Regions from separate parts of the Mus musculus genome. Here region 1 is linked to region 2. Evidence: chromatin contacts called from public HiChIP or PLAC-seq data. All regions are on one chromosome and are shown on one strand. Each heading gives the region's core, a stretch centred on a gene start, on an enhancer-like site or on the middle of the called end of the contact. The rest is flanking DNA. Distances are from core to core; before and after follow the strand shown.

The links. HiChIP or PLAC-seq counts read pairs in DNA pulled down with a chosen protein or histone mark.
Region 1: a contact with region 2 is called in a FOXA1 HiChIP or PLAC-seq map of pancreatic cancer cells. The contact joins two enhancer-like sites. A contact is called at or near these places in 1 of 115 datasets of contacts at active chromatin or transcription factors (pancreatic cancer cells) and 1 of 9 other capture datasets (liver).

The regions. Positions count from the first base shown.
Region 1 is chr5:115,536,575-115,539,567 of GRCm38.p6, forward strand. All of the region lies in intron 1 of Pxn (paxillin), which reads left to right. Among named protein-coding and RNA genes, the nearest start is that of Rplp0, 21 kb to the right of the region's middle. Within about 2 kb of position 1,622, at least 78 of the 459 cell types and tissues checked have an H3K27ac peak or open chromatin away from gene starts, as enhancers often do. A contact at or near this core is called in pancreatic cancer cells, where this site is marked.
Region 2 is chr5:115,773,995-115,777,079 of GRCm38.p6, forward strand. No RefSeq gene overlaps it. Among named protein-coding and RNA genes, the nearest start is that of Bicdl1, 44 kb to the left of the region's middle. Within about 2 kb of position 1,482, at least 17 of the 459 cell types and tissues checked have an H3K27ac peak or open chromatin away from gene starts, as enhancers often do. A contact at or near this core is called in pancreatic cancer cells, where this site is marked.

The DNA of each region.
Region 1 (2,993 bases), core at 372-2,871, 240 kb before region 2:
GGCCCAGGGGAGAATCTGGTGTGGTCTAGGTCATGGGAGAGGCCACCAAATTACAAAGTACACGCACGTGACATCTCTCCTAGGGATGGGCTTGATTGACTGAGAAACCGTGTTCAAGATAAAGGTCTAGGGAGGAAGAGTCTGGGATAGGCATAATGGTCTAGGGGCCTGGGGTATGTGCTGGCCCCACAGATCACCAGGATATTAACCACACCCACTCTCAGCCTTCTGGGTGGAAGACAGGTACACATCCCTTCCCTTAAAGAGACAAACCTGTGTGCTTGTCATCCCTGGTTTCCCTGATTCTTATCTGTGAGCACAAGGGCCTTGTGTCCTCTACACACCAGAATCCCCAAGAAGTAGGCTCTAAGGAATGGACTTGCCAGAGGGAGAGGGAGAGGGAGAGGGAGAGAGAGAGAGAGAGAGAGAGAGAGAGAGAGAGAGAGAGAGAGAGAGAGAGAAAGAGAAAACGAACTTCCTTCTTCCATGTCCTTTATGTCCTTTATGTAGGCTGTGAGCAGATGGTTCAGTCCGGGTTCAGGGTGGATCTTCCCAACCCAGATCAGAATGAGGGACTGGAGAGATGGCTCAGTGGCTAAGAGCACTTCCAGAGCCCACTAGTTCAAAATTTTAAAAACAAACAAACAAAAGTCCAGATTAAAACTGGGTTTCAGGCTGGAGAGATGGCTCAGTGGTTAAGAGCACCGACTGCTCTTCCGAAGGTCCAGAGTTCAAATCCCAGCAACCACATGGTGGCTCACAACCATCCGTAATGAGATCTGATACCCTCTTTTGGTGTGTCTGAAGACAGCTACAGTGTACTTAGATATAATAATTAATAAATCTTTAAAAAAAACAACTGGGTTTCACTGGGCATGGTGGTACACGCCTTTAATCCCAGCACTTGGGAGGCAGAGGCAGGTGGATTTCTGAGTTCAAGCCCAGCCTGGTCTATAAAATGAGTTCTAGGACAGCCAGGGCTACACAGAGAAACCTTGTCTCGAAAAACCAAAAAAAAACCAAAAAACCAAACCAAAACCAAAGCACTGGGTTTCCCACTTCAACCACGTAGTTGAGGGAAAATTCCTCACAGGTGTTCCCCTGCCTGGGTTTTAGTTAATTCCAGTCAAGGACAACCAAGAACAACCGGGTCTCCCTCCAAGGCCTTGTTTTGGGTAGAATGATGCCCTGTCTGCCATCCCAGCACTGGGTATGACATTTCTTTGTCCTTAGAGTTGTGGGTCCTCTAGTACAGAGCTCCTGCCTGTTCAGCACCTCCCACATGCTAACTGTGCCGTGATTTGATCCCGGTGCCCAGTAGGCACTTGATGCCCGTTTTCTTGTTTGATCTGAACCCTAAGCTTAAAATGATGACATTCCTGGAAACGTGGGGCAGGCAAGACAGCTGAGGCACAGGCCCCTATCCAGGCAGTTCATCCAGAGAGCAGACAGCCTGTCTGCAAATCCCCAAGTGCAGGCTGTAACATCCAGCCACCTGAGGAATGGCTGGGGCCCCAGCTCCGGCCGCAGAACCTGAACCACCTTGGGTTGGACCTGGAGCTCACCGCTCTTGGCACCTGTCCAGCGCCAGGACTCTGCCTTTTGACAGATTGTATCACATGCCTAAGATGTGGCTGGGGACAGCTAGAACAAAGGGGCACCGCTTGGGAAAGAGCTCTGCATGGGCATAGGGTGGGAAGGCTTCGCCGATTCTCCCCTTGGCTGTCCTTTCAGTGGGGGTTGGGATGGGTGGAAGGGAGTTCCGGGGTGCTTACTATCAAGTCTTGACAGCCCAAGTCCAGTCCCTGGGCGCCATATGGTACAGGGAGGGAACTGACTCCCCGAACGTTGTCTTCTGGCCTCGACATGTGGGTGCCCTTCCTCCTCCAGTAATGGGACAGTCCTGCCATTGAGTGCTGGGCTCCAGTGCAGGTTCCTGGCTTGAAGGTGGTATTGCCTCAAGCTGTAGCCCGAGCAAGGTACAGCTATAAAATGGGGTGCCTGTGCCCTGCATTTGCAGAAGAGATAGTGGAAGCTGACTGAATGTGTCCCTCTGGGTCTGTGGAGCTTGAACTTCATGCTACCCTTAGATTGCACCTCCAGATGTCCCAATTTGCATGCCCAGGGTCTTGGCACTCAGGCTGGTTTCCGTGCCAGCTCTGTGCCGCCGGCTCTAGCTTCTCTGAGACTGAAACTTCCCACTGTGCCTGGGGACTCCCTAGTCTTTCCCTAGCTCAGCAAGAAAATTCTGCGGTTGCACGAGGTTACCCCTGGTAGCAGGAAGGTGATAGACCAACGGCTCCCTCTGGTGGTGAGCAGCGGAAGGCCCGCACGCTTACTCAACAGTACACAGCACTGTGAGTTTTGCCATCCATACCCAGGGCTGCACAGACCTGCCCTCCCGCCCCCCCCCCCCCGTGATTTTTGCTTTCCCCCTCTAGTGGATTCAAGCTTTTGGTTCGGACTTTAGTTGAAATGGTGTCAAGCCTGGACCCAACAATTTAGTGGGGTGATGCTGATGCACTCTGAGGTGCCCCAGCTCTGGGCCCTTTAGTCTGTGAGAAGAAGGACACAGGTGGTGATGGATCTTTGTCTGACCTCTGTATGTACTAAAGGATGGGGCCATTGAGGCGTGAGGTGAAGGAGTTTCTAACACCCCTTGTATATTTAGAGCTAGTGAAAGGTTGTAGCCACGGCTGAAGCCTGGGGAAGCCTGGCAGGTAGGGAGGCTGCTTTGTGAAGCCTCATCCTGGCTGTGTTTACTGAAGCCAGGGGAGGAGTTTGCTGGGTTTTGGGGGCTTTAGCCTTTAACAGCGGCCGATGGGACCGCTAGGCTAGGTGTCTACAGCACAGGACCCAGAGCCTCAGAGGCTGTGTTTAGGTGGCCTCCTGTATTGCTGTACCAACTAGTGAGGGGCCCTGGGGCACGGGGACTACAAGTCTATTCAAGCCACAGGTAAGGACTAAGTTAGGGTACAGAGAGAGGAGGAAAC
Region 2 (3,085 bases), core at 232-2,731:
TCCAGTCTGAAGGGATCCCAGACCCTGTTCTGACCTCTTTGGACAACCATATAACACACAAGCATGCACACACACACACATACATATATACATACATACATACATATACATACATACATACATACATACATACATACATACATACATACAGGCAAGACACTCATATATATAAAATAAATCTTTTTTTTTTTTTTTAAGGACACTGTCTTAGTTTGAGTTTTATGTGAAGAGACACCATGATCAGTTGGGGCTGGCTTACACTTTCAGAGGTTCAGCCCATTATGATCACGTATGGCAGGAAGCATGGCAGCATACAGGTAGACATGGTGCTGGAGGAGCTGAGAGTTCTATATCTTGATCCTAAGTCAGCCAGGAGGAGACTAGCCAGGAGACTAGCCTCCATACTGGGCAAAGCCTGAGCATAGGCGACCTCAAAGCCCTCCTACACAATGACACACTTCCTCCAAAAAGGCCACACCTACAAACAATTCCACTCTCTGTAGCCAATCACTCAAACGCATGAATCTGTGGGGGCCAAGCCCATTCAAGCCACCGCAGACACTATCTCCTAGCGAATATCTTGCTCCCCTGCCTCTTACAATCTTTTTGCAACTTTGTTTCCTGATCTTAGGAGCTGGATTGTGTTGCAGATTGTCGATTCAGATGGACTCTCCATCACAGGATGGTCTCTGCATTTGAACCAGTTGTGTTTTGCAGATAGTTTTTGCTACCCTGCTTTAAGCTCTGGGCACACCTCACTATCAGTTCCACCTAGATTCCCTTGAATCCACAGGAAAAACAACAACAACAACAACACACATACACACACACACACACACACACACACACACACACACATATTAAGTATATGTGTGTTTTGCCTGCATATAGGCCTGTGGAGGCCAGAAGGGAACATCAGATCCTCTGGAACTGCAGTTACAGATTGTTGGGAGCCGCTGTATTGGTGCTGAGAATCAAATCTGGGTCCTCTGGAAGAGCAGCTAGTTTTCTTAACTGCTGAGCCATCTCTTGGCAAATGAATGTTTGTTCCTTTTCTATCTGTCTGTCTGTCTGTCTGTCTGTCTCCCTTTCTCCTTCCCTCCCTCCCTCTCTCCCTAACCCCTTCCCTTCCTTTTTCAGATACAAGGGATTCATGCACAATATCTGTAAAAAATTTTTTTATATGTAACATAACTTGAGTACCTCGGATTGCTCAATATAATTTCTATACAATCTATTGTTCTACAGTTCTGTTCTAGGGCAGTCCTTTTTTATTTTAAAAACATTCATTTTCTGGGGTGGGGTGGGGGTGGGGGGTGGTGCGAAGGGGGAGGTGTGGCAAATACCTCTAAAACCCTGTCTCCAAAAACAGCAGCAGTAACAACATTTGAGACTGCGTGGTGCACTGTACCACTTCTGGATGCGAATGATCCTTAATAGGACAGAGGGGATGGACAGGAAGGCCCTGTCCAGTGTTTATCTTGAATGACACCAGTTCGATGTTTATCTTGGGTGAATCATCACCTCTCAGGGCTGAAGCAATTCTGGGCACTGACTAACCTATTGATTTTTCATGGTTTACTATTTTTTTTTCTGTGCTACAGAGCCTGTCATTGGACCTCCAACATACATTACTCCCCTCCCCCCCAGGAGGTTTGCCAGTGTGCCAGTTATAATGTTATTCCTTTCTCTGCCCTTGATAAGCATGTTAACCGTTGGCAGGGATCAGGTTGTTAGAGGGATAATACATTATTTACAGAAGGAAAGAAATCATTCTCAGCCTTCTGAGCTTCAGCCGTTAGCGTCGAATTCCTCATGGTGCAGCCCGCCACCGATTGAATTTGGAAATTGCTTCTCTCCTTCCAGACTCCTGAATTGCATTAGAAGGTCATTTTACCTTGTGGTTGTCTTCATTTTCTCACCTAGAGATGGGAATGGCAATGTCTCCTCTGCCTGGTTGAGCGCCGGTTGGAAGGCAGATGTGGTAATGAGTGTCAGATTTGGGGGAAGTCAAGGTCTTCCACAGTACAGACGGCTGAGGTGGCTGTCTGTTCTAATTTCAGTCCTCTTGCTGTGATAAAATACTCTGACAGAAAAAGCAACTTAAGGGAGGTGTGTGGGGGGGTTTCATTTCAGCTTGCAAAGCATTGTGGGGAAGTCAAGGCAGGACTTCAAACAATAGCCAGTCACATGTCTTCCAGTTCTATTTCTCCACTGGAAACCCTGCTTTGGGGATGATGCCACCCACATTGGGCTAGGTCTTCCCATCTCGGTTAACTTAATGAATTGATCCCTCCATACACACACCCATGACATGCCTCCAGGCCAACCCAATGCAGACAATGTTTTGCTGAGATTCTCTGCCCAGGTGATTCTAGGCTGTGTCAAGTGGCAATTAAAAACCAGCCTCCCGGGCTGGAGAGATGGCTTAGCAGTTAAGAGCACTGACTGCTCTTCCAGAGGACCTGAGTTCAATTCCCAGCACCCACATGGTGACTCACAACCACCTGTAATGGGATCTGATGCCCCCTTCTGGTGTGCCTGAGAAGAGCATCAGTGTATTTACATACATAAAATAAATAAATTTTTTTTAAAAGATTTATTTAAGTACACTGTAGCTGTCTTCAGACACACCAGAAGAGGGCATCAGATCTCATTTCAGGTGGTTGTGAGCCACCATGTGGTTGCTGGGATTTGAACTCAGGACCTTTGGAAGAGCAGTCAGTGCTCTTATCCGTTGAGCCATCTTGCCAGCCCAAAATAAATAAATCTTAAAAAACAAAAAACAAAAAACTAGCCTCACATATCTATCTGTACCAGTAGGCAGTCACATCTGTTGAGAGCTTTCAGAAGCCACATAAAGTTCTACAAAATAGGCTCACAGGTAAATTTGCATGTATCCTATTGCACAGCCATTCTTTCCTTGAGATATTTACAAGTCAAAAATTTCACCAGTATTCTTGGTCATTATGTGAATTGACTATGCCTATGCCAAGTATTAGAATCCTACAGTCACAAAGGAAAAAAGATCCAATCTGAATTATCTGCCTTGAACAAAGAGGGAAATTTCTTGGCTTCCGTGAGA